Linked DNA regions of Sus scrofa: region 1 is linked to region 2. The links are chromatin contacts, called in public HiChIP or PLAC-seq maps. All regions are on one chromosome and are shown on one strand. The core of a region is the stretch at or near the end of the contact, and the rest is flanking DNA. Distances in the headings are between cores, read along the strand shown.

Region 1 (4,684 bases), core at 2,146-4,645, 130 kb before region 2:
AAGTTTGAAAAACACTGCATGTTCAGTCACTCTCTTGGGGAAGCAAAATGTACAGCAGCACAGCAAAAGCTCTGAAAAAATTCTGCAGTAAATAAAATTTTTTTATAACCACAGTTGTCACATTTGTCCATGAAACATGTTTTTTCCCAAGTGAGGCTCACTAACATCATATGACAGTGAAAGAGGTTAAAATTATATATTTTGTAATCTGAAAGACCAGGTTTTGAATCCTGGCTCTACCTCTTATTGTATTGCTAACAGTTGCTTACCCTCCCTAAATTTCAGGCTCCTCATCTATCAATCAGAAATAAAAACCACCTCAGAAGGCTTCTAAAAGAATTATAGTGTGTATAAAGTTCTTAGCACACTGTTTTTAGTACCTAAGTACTAAAAAACACATGCATCCTTAACTGCATATAAGAATGAACACAGATTTCAAAGGATATTGCCTGAACAGTTGATAACCTGAAATTTACTTCAACTTTGTTGTTTCAATTCAAAAATTCATTTGAAAATTATGATCTTTGACTCCAATTTATCTGTTATATTTTCGTTGTGGTGGTTGTTAAACGTTTCTCATGGTCATCTCCCAAGAATGACCCATGCATTTAATTATTATTTCATTCAGCTGTCACTAGATCTGTCTTTGGTGCCAAGCATTTTTTTCGTAACCCTATCTAATTCATTGCTTTGATATGCTACCAACCCAGAAGTAAGACATTCATCTTTACTGGGGTTATAAGTAATTTAAACATATAGGTTAAATATAATATAAAGACTTCAGAAGTTTCTCATGAGTCAACTTGAGCATTCTAATTTTGTGATTTTTTTCCTCCCATGTTCAGAGGTGTTTTATGCTTCATTCCTGATTTGTGGCCATATTCCAGAAAAGTAGGGTATTCAGAGTTCTTATGGTTCTACTTATAGAATTTTTCTTTATTAATTCATTAAAAAACAATAATCACATTGCATGTTAACATAACTATTTTAAATAACTATTTTCAAACAATTGAGAAGAACGGCATTATTTTACTTTTTGCAAATCTTTAATGTCTGGGTAAATAAATGATTTCCTCTATATGCTTCTGAATTTAATTTCTTGTAATACATGTCATGCAGCCTCTGGAAAACTCTACAGTACATAGTGGGAGAATAAGAGGAGAAGGAAACGTCTTAAAATTATGAAAAAGTTTGACCTCACAAACCCAAAAGGGTCTCAGGAAACCTAAAGGTCCAGTCCCCAGATCACACCTTAAGAATCAGGGCCTAAAGCAGATACGGCCATGACAAAATCTAGCCAACCCTTACAGTTTATGAATTATGTGAGGGCAGAAATACTTTTTTTGTTTTTTAAGGGCCACCCCCACAGCATATGGAGGTTCCCAGGCTAGAGGTCTAATTGGAGCTACAGCTGCTGGCCTACACCACAGCCACAGCAACGCAGGATCCCAAACACACCTGCTACCTACACCACAGCTCCTGGCTACTCCCGATCCTTAACCCACTGATGGAGGCCAAGAATCAAACCTGCAATCTCATGGTTCCTAGTAGGATTCGTTTCCACTGTGCCATGATGGGAACTCCCAGAAATACTTGTTTTGTGTTTGATTTAAACCAGCTAGAATTGAATTTCCGCTACTTGCAACTAAAAGAGTTCTGAGCAACACACTAGGCAACTCTTTATAGTTCTTCCTTGTTCAAGAGAGAATTTAGGAAAACCTAGTGCAATTTCACAGAGGAAACTTGAGACTTTGTCTTGTTCTCTCTTTCTACTGCATTCTTCCTTCCTTGTACCTCTAACTCAGAATTCTTCCTAACATCTTGCCCCTCCCCCAAAAAAACTGTATTAAGCCAAGATGTAATGCATCTTAAACTTGAGATATGATTATCCCTAAAGTTCTGTTAGGAAGCCCACAAATAACTCCAGATAAGCATTGTGCATTTTCCTGAGGTGTCAATTTTACTTGAAGGTTTTAGAGGAAGAAAAAAGTTTATTAAAACAAACACCAATCTACTGAAGACATACACACGTTTGTGTATATATGTATATATATATATACATAAATTTTGAAAGGCAAAGAATATCTCTAGAATACACACACACGCACACACACACAAATGGTAACATTGGTTGCTTATGAAAAGGAATTACAGATTTTAACTGCTTTAACCTGTGTCCCAGAGATCTCTGTTCCCTCTCCCTTGTGGATAAGGCCAAAAAACATTTGAAATGCACTGTCACAAGGGCACTCCTAAATAAATTTAGAATTGTTAAGACTGCCTATGCAACAATAGACAGCACAGTAAGAAATGAGAAAATGAAATGAAATAAATGATTTATCAAATGTTGGTGTATTAGGCTCTAAGCTTATTAAAGAGCCCTTGTTCCCTCCTCCTCTGGTAGATCCACGGGACTTAGCAGAGAAACTGCGGTAACCTTAATAGATGAGTTCTTTAACAAAAACTTGTTGACTGGAAGGAGCTCTACTTTACGTCTTGCAACTCCAATTTTGTGTTTCTAAGATGAAGTACCCCAAACTGAAGACAGTCATCTAACCCGTAAAGCAATTTCAGAAACGAAAATATGCTGAGAATAAAAACACAACGAAACAAGGCTTCAAATCCTTTGTTCGACTTTTTAATCACTTTCGGGAGAAGGGGGAGACTGGCAAAGTAAAGGTTATTAAGCGGGCCTGCTCAAAAAGACGAGACCCTTGGCAGCATTTAGGAGGAAAGAAGTGTCAATTAGCAAGCCCCGCCTTTCCTTCTTTGCAACCGCTTCTACCTGCCGGGAGGTGAGGGGTGAGAAAGAGGCCAAGTCGAGAATCAAAGAGAGGAAAGCAGGGTCGCGCACTGAGAAGCTCGAAATGAAACAGAAACATTGGTGGAATTAAGAAGGCGTGGCAGGAGAGCGACAAGCCAACCGGGAAGATACGTGGGCCGATGAGACCCAGGCAAGGTGCTCGCGAAAGGAAAGGAAACATGAAAGGGGAGACAGTATGAAGAGCGGCCAAGGCTTTGGTGACAGCTCGGATTGGGTCCGCAACTCGCAGGGGCCCGGGAAAGCCGGGAGCCTTCCATTGTGCGCGCCCTCCACTCCCTCCTCTCCCCTCCCCGCCCCCGCCGGAGCCCAAGCTCTCGCAGCTCCCGGCCGCAGCGCCCGTCGCCGTCTGTGCCTTCCATTTGCCCAAGGTAGAAGACAATATGCTTAGCGCCTCCGACCCTTTCTCACCGGATGAAGATCGCCGTCGCCCGGCTTTCCCCTTGTCCATCTTCTCCTCCTACTGCTAGAGTCGCAGTTGCAGTCGCTGTCACCTCAAGACCCCTCAGGCTGGGGGAGGGAGGGAGAGGGGAGACGGAGGGGAGGGAAAAAAAAAAAAAAAAAAAAAGCCAGGAAAGTGCGAATTGCGCTTGCGCAAAAGTCGTCGCCTGCCCTCAGACCGGAAATTAGCCTCCCCTCCCACCTCCATCCGGAAATCACTTCCTGGGAGTTGTTTTCTCTGCGGGTTACCCGCAAGTGTTTGCTTGGTGGCGCTTTTTTCACTCTCTCTCCCTCTGTGGGAAACTGAGGCTTTTTGCGAGGTTTTAGCCCGAGATCGTAAGGGGTTGTTGACTTTGAAGACTAGGTTGACTAGCAGTTAAAGCGGGGAAACTAAGAATTTCATCACTTCGCTGGATCCCGCGAGGGGATCACAGGAATAGCAGGATAAAGCATTACCCTTTTTGCAGTATTACTTTCCTCAGGACCTCGCCTATATATTTGTCTTCAAGGCGCTTCCTCAAACAAAAAGATTTTAACACCACAAAAATAAGTTGCGTAGCTGTTGATTTAGCAGTTGGAGTGGAAATTAAGTAAGGAGTGAGGAGAAAATATCGCAGTTACAGAAAATATCTCTTTAAATTTAAAGCTCATCATTTTTAAAGTCCTGGAGGGGGCGGAGCTGGGCCTCAGTTTTTTAAAACAAAATGCTGAGATGCCTGAAAGTGGATGGCTGTAAATGAATTTGTTCAAATAACTTTCATTTACAGTTGGTAAGGAAATAACCTGCCTTCAGTGAACTCAACGACTAGTACTTGTAGACTTTTTTTTTAATCCTTTCACAGAGCCCATCAGTTTAAAAAATTGACGTGTTTTATTAGCTATAATGTACACATTTGAATAACGTTTTATGTTTAAGCTTTCATCACAATAAGTTTAACAAAATTAAGCAGAGCGTTCCAGTCAGAGGTAAAACGATACTGGGATGTTACAAGAGTTTTAATATCTGCTCCCCCTCCCCCATTTCTAGGCTGGTAAAGGGACCTGCGCAACTCACCACTAGAGCCCTGGCTCCTTCTTCTTGAGCCATGCATCTGAATTACTGTGTGGCCTGTGCTGAGGTGGAGGTAAGACTCCAGGTGCTAATGCCTATTGGGCTGGGGGGAATGTTTTACTGGGCAGGAATGGCTGAAAAGCAGAAATACTTCCAGGCTTGCCGGGAAGGAAATTCGCTCTAATGATTTCATTTAGAGGCTCAAGTTTCTGTTTAACAAATAAAAACACTGCTTACTGAAAAAAATCTGAATTTTTAGTTTCCTCAAATCAACTTTTTTAATTGACTTATTTAACCCAATCATACTGACTTAGCCAGTATTTTAAAAAACAAATTAATTACAAAATATGGAAATAGAGTTGAGAGATGGG
Region 2 (5,175 bases), core at 1,975-4,474:
TTGTCAAGATAAATTGCACTATCCATGGTGTCCCAGTTTCCTGTTTACTTAATCCCCTAACTTCATTTTATCTAAACTTGTACATAATACTCTCCAGAAACTGCTCTGTTAAAGATTACAATCCACTATTACAATAGTATCTTTCCTGCCACTATATTACTTTCCAGTTTATCCTTGTTATATGAGCAGTTTAACCTTTCTAAAACACAAGTTTCATTTGGTCAGTCCCTCCCTTAAAAGCACCATGTGAAAACTAGTGAAATGAATGGTGGGAATTAGGGTGAGATTCTGGTGGCCCATAAAAGTTGAATTTCAAGAGGGAAGTTTTTTTCGGTTTGTTTTTGTTTTTGTTTTTTTTTTGTTTTTTTTTTTTTGGCTGTGCTAGAGGCATGCGGAAATTCCTGGGCCAGGGATCAAACCCTTGTAACAGCAGTGACCTGAGCTGATGCAGTGACAATGCCAGATTGTCAACCCACTGAGCCACAAGGAAAATTCTCAAGAGGGAAGTTTCTGAAGAAGAGATTAATATGATAAAAGGTGTTGTTTTACAGACATCATGCCAGTGGCAGTGGGCAGATGAGTCAGGTGATCAGCTGTTGTGGAGATCAGGTATACTGTGATGATAGGAGGGAAAGTCTTGTGGGGACTGGGCCTGCCAAAAAATGCTACCTTGTTGAGAAGTTTGTGGTGTTAGTAGGAGCTTCCAAATTGATTGGAGTGTTCAGGGTTAAAAATATATGCAAAAAATGGGGGAGGGGGAGGGAGTGGGATGGACTAGGAATGTGAGGATGATAGTTGCAAACTATTGCCTTTGGAATGGATAAGCAATGAGATCCTGTTGTATAGCACTGGGAATTATATCTTGTTATTTATGATGGAGCATGATAATGTGAGAAAAAAAACTATACATGTATGTGTGACCAGGTCACCTTGCTATACAGTAGAAAATTGACAGAACACTGTAAACCAGCTATACTGGGGGAAAAAATAAAAATCATTATTAAAAAATATATATATATACACAAAATGGAACAATTTAGTTAAAGTTTGGCAATTTGATTTTAGCTGCAGAAGCTTTATCTGAAGCATGAAAGAGTCCATACTGTGATTTTAAAGGGTTGCTGGTTTACTTAGGCATGGGACTGTACCCAGGAACTATGGCCACTCTAAGAACTATGACTATACTAGGTTAACCACATGAATCCTTTAGCCCTTTCCTCAGGATCCCAGGCCAGATGAACCAGACTAAACTCTGGTTCTGTTATTGCTGTAAACTTGCTGGAACCTGTGCTCCTCAAGTACCTTCTGGACTTTCAGGATTCCCCTCCCAAGTCATTACACTACAAAACTGGAGAGAACTGTAAACCCTTTCTCCCTCCCTGAACTACAGATTCAATCCCCACCAGCTGTTTCAAGAAACAAAGGTTAGTAGGAGATAGTATTCAGGCTTGCTTCGTACTTACACCTATGTAGTCAGACTATGCATTTTAGGTAAGGGGTCTCTTGGTTAGAAGAAAAAAAATTTTTAGTCTTTTTTTTCCCCCACATATAATGATTTTCATTTTTTCCATTATAGCTGGTTTACAATGTTCTGTCAATTTTTCACTGTACAGCAAGGTGACCCAGTCACACATACATATATATACATTCTTTTTTCTCACATTATCATCATGCTCCATCATAAGTAAGTAGACATAGTTCCCAGTGCTATATAGCAGGATCTCATTGCTTATCCATTCCAAAGGCAATAATCTGCATCTATTAACCTCGAGTTCCTAATCCATCCCACTCTCTCCCCCTTGGCAATCACAAGTCCATGATTTTCTTTTCTGTGAAAAGGTTCATTTGTGCCTTATATTAGAGTTCAGATATAAGTGATATCATATGGTATTTGTCTTTCTCTTTCTGACTTACTTCACTCAGTATGAGAGTCTCTAGTTCCATCCATGTTGCTGCAAATAGCATTATTTTGTTCTTTTTTATGGCTGGTGTATATATACACCACATCTTCTTAATCCAAACATCTGTTGATGGACGTTTGGGTTGTTTCCATATCTTGGCTGTTGTGAACAGAGCTGCAGTGAATGTGCGGGTGCATGTGTAAAAGTTTCTAGTCTTTATTCTCTCATCAGAACTAGGAAATTTGTTTTCAGACCAAATCAGTGGGAAACATATTAAAAAAGAAAAAAAGAGTTAAGGCAGTGTGTAATTAGTAGGAGGAGGACCCAGGAAGGGGGGAATGCACACAGAATCAATTGCCTGGAAATCTAAAAGTGTGAGTTACTGGATTTTCCCAAACAGAAATTATCAGAGATTTTGGATACTGCTGTTTCAGAAAGAGGGAAATTCAGAATAAAAGTTGCAAGATGGAATGGAAGAGTGAGTGGTAGAAACTGAAAGCTCTCCTCCTCCATTCTGGGATGCTACCAGGTTAATCTCTCACTTCCTGTGAGCACAGCTTCATTATCACCTGCCTCCACCTGCAGCCTGTGCTGTCTTTTCATTTCTCTTTGAAGTGTCGGAGTCTACCCATCTTTTAAGCGTTAGCCGCCCATTTCAGTTCCCATTTCAAGTCTTTTCTGAAGATTAGTTTTCATTTCTTTCTCCAGCCCCTGAAATCTTACTGAGTTCGTAGCTACATTTACACTAGTTAGCGCATAAAGCTATATCACAAGTATAAACCTACTCTCCTCCAGCTAAGCAGTGTAATTTTTGATTTTGTATACTGTACACTTATTTTGTATAATCTGGAAATAGTCTGGGTTTACACTTACTAAATATACTCCCAGGCCTAAAGTTCTGTTAAATATTGGAGGAACAACCATTTAAAAATACTTTATAAAAACTTCTATCCCAGCATTCTTTAACTATATTTTCAAATAAAATATATCTACTTTGACTAATCTCAACAAAATCGCCTGTAGTGGAATTCAACGCTTTTAACTTATTCAGAATTGCCAAAAGAAGGGACAGCCCCCATTATCGGAAGTCTCTAGCAATGAGTTTTCAAATGCGATCTGCATTCGGTAGCAGATGGTAAAAGTGTCCAATTTCGAAAACACCTACAAAAAGGAGTGAAACTATCATTTAACATCTGTTCGCTTGTAGCCAAATAAGCGAGTTGACCAGGATTCCTAAACCCACTGCGGCTCAGTTTCTAACACACGTTTTGCGTCATTAGGCGTAGGGAGCCAATTGGGCCGTTTGGGTGCCGTGCATCCTGGGAGCTGTAGTTCCGGGGGGGGGTGTCCCTCCTCCAGACTACAAGCTCCATCGAGCAGCAGGAGGACGGTTGCTTGGTGTAATTAGCAAGCGGGAAGTATGGCGGTGGCGCGCATCGACGCGGCTTTGCCTCCTGGAGAAGGTAAGGCGACCGTCACCTCTGTGTCCCCAGGTTTACTCCATGGAACTGAATTAAATAGTTGCTTGACGGAAGGAATAAGACTGGGTATAGGGGTGCAGTTCTTGTCCAGTTCTTTTGATGCGGGGCTGCGGGCATCGCCGAGGCGCGCTACCCTCTGGGAGTTGTAGTCTCCTGGGCGCTGCCTGGCTCTCCAGTGTCGCGGCTAGGGCCAAGTGGGGGGACTACAAGCCCCCAGGGACCTTCGCGCTACTGGACGCCGCGGGTCCCGCGCTGCTGAGGATGCTTGGATGATGGGTTTCTGGCCGCGATGACCTTTCTTGGATGTTTACTTTGAGTTCTGGGTTCCCAAGTGAAAACTGCAGAGTCCCCCCTTTCCCTTGGATCCCTAAAATTTTCAAGAAAAATCTCTAACACAGCTCCCTAGATTGACGTTGGACCTTTTCTTGGGAAGTGTCTCGTGGCCGTGATAAAATCTGGGGGTTATTCAGAGCCCACAGTTCTCCACCCCTTGTTCTGTATATGTGGTCCTGGGACCTGGTTTGGTGGCTGCTGAGGAGAGCGCGGGGCGTGGGTGATTCCGTAGGTGCTGCGTGAGCCAGCTTCTTTGTTTTGGTTACAGCTGAGGCTCTGGGTCGGGGGCAGGTTGGAGGGTCGAGACTAGTCTCCACCGCCCAGATCAGGGCCTTATTTGGGAGGGAGGTTCTAAGAGGTCTTTCGGCCCTTTGAATTGTGTGCAAAAGCTATTCATTTTTCTGGGACGGTATATAGCTTTCACTAAATTCTCAGAACGGAATGACACTTCCTCTCCTACCTTCCCCCAAATGCTAGAAACCATTAGACAATGGAAAAACGTTGCAACTCTTCAGGAGAGCAACCTTGTATAGTTATTTCCCTCAGTAATCTTAATCTGGGTATAATTTGATATTGGTAGTTTCTCTGGCCCTTCCACCCTCTGATATCTGCATCTCTTAAATTCCCCTCACCAGCCCACCATGGCAGTTTACTGATAATCATAATAGTAACATTTATAGAGCACTTTTTAAATGAGCCAGACTATGTTCTGAGTGCCTTTTTTTTTTTTTTAAACATTATCTCATTTTCTCTGTGGAAGGTTATAAGCCAGAACCAGCTATAATGGAAAAAAAATAAAAATCATTATATTAAAAAAACCCCAAACATTATAAGCCAGGTATTATTATCATCCCTATTTTATAGAGTAGAAGAGCGAGCCCAAAAGATATCAGTAACTTGCCCAGGATATCACAGTATTTAGCTAGGGGAGCTAGGATCTGAAGGTCCGTTATATATACTAAATTATTTTATTGAATATTGTGTACCAGGAATGAGGCTAAATACTGTTCATATGGTTTCTCCTTTCATCTTCACATCAATTTAATGAATTAGGTATATTATTACCATCCTGTAGATAAATTTACTTTTATTTTCAAAATAGTTTGAGCACTTTAGGATATACTGGTAGGTTGTAAGCAGGTTGGTCTCTATCAAAAGATTAGTTACATTTTAAAAATACTGTCATTATTTAGGTACAGAATAGAGAAGTGATAGTTCCCATTTAAATGTGAAGAATTCCCAAATATAGAAACTTGAGTATCACAGATCTAGATATGATTTGATATTTCTGAGGGAAAGTGAATAATTTCAGTCTACAGTCATTGAGAAATCATTTGTTTTAGTTTTTCAACGATATTTATTATGCTCTGGTGTTTTCTAACTCTAAATGTGTAAGATTTTATGAGTATAATTTTATCCCTATGCTCAGCTCTTGTATTTGTGTTTTCTAACAGTTTCTC

What was found. HiChIP or PLAC-seq counts read pairs in DNA pulled down with a chosen protein or histone mark.
Region 1: an H3K27ac HiChIP or PLAC-seq map of alveolar macrophages shows a contact between it and region 2. The contact joins the promoter of SENP7 here to the promoter of CEP97 in region 2. A contact is called at or near these places in 2 of 2 datasets of contacts at active chromatin or transcription factors (alveolar macrophages and skeletal muscle).

Annotation. Positions count from the first base shown.
Region 1 is chr13:157,520,489-157,525,172 of Sscrofa11.1, reverse strand. It overlaps SENP7 (sentrin-specific protease 7), which reads right to left and starts at 3,395. Exons shown (of 22, transcript XM_013990164.2): 1 at 3,233-3,395. The coding sequence starts at 3,272. TRMT10C (mitochondrial ribonuclease P protein 1) reads left to right here and starts at 3,485. Exons shown (of 2, transcript XM_005657119.3): 1 at 3,485-4,386.
Region 2 is chr13:157,386,474-157,391,648 of Sscrofa11.1, reverse strand. CEP97 (centrosomal protein of 97 kDa) reads left to right here and starts at 3,224. Exons shown (of 11, transcript XM_021070500.1): 1 at 3,224-3,364. The coding sequence starts at 3,322.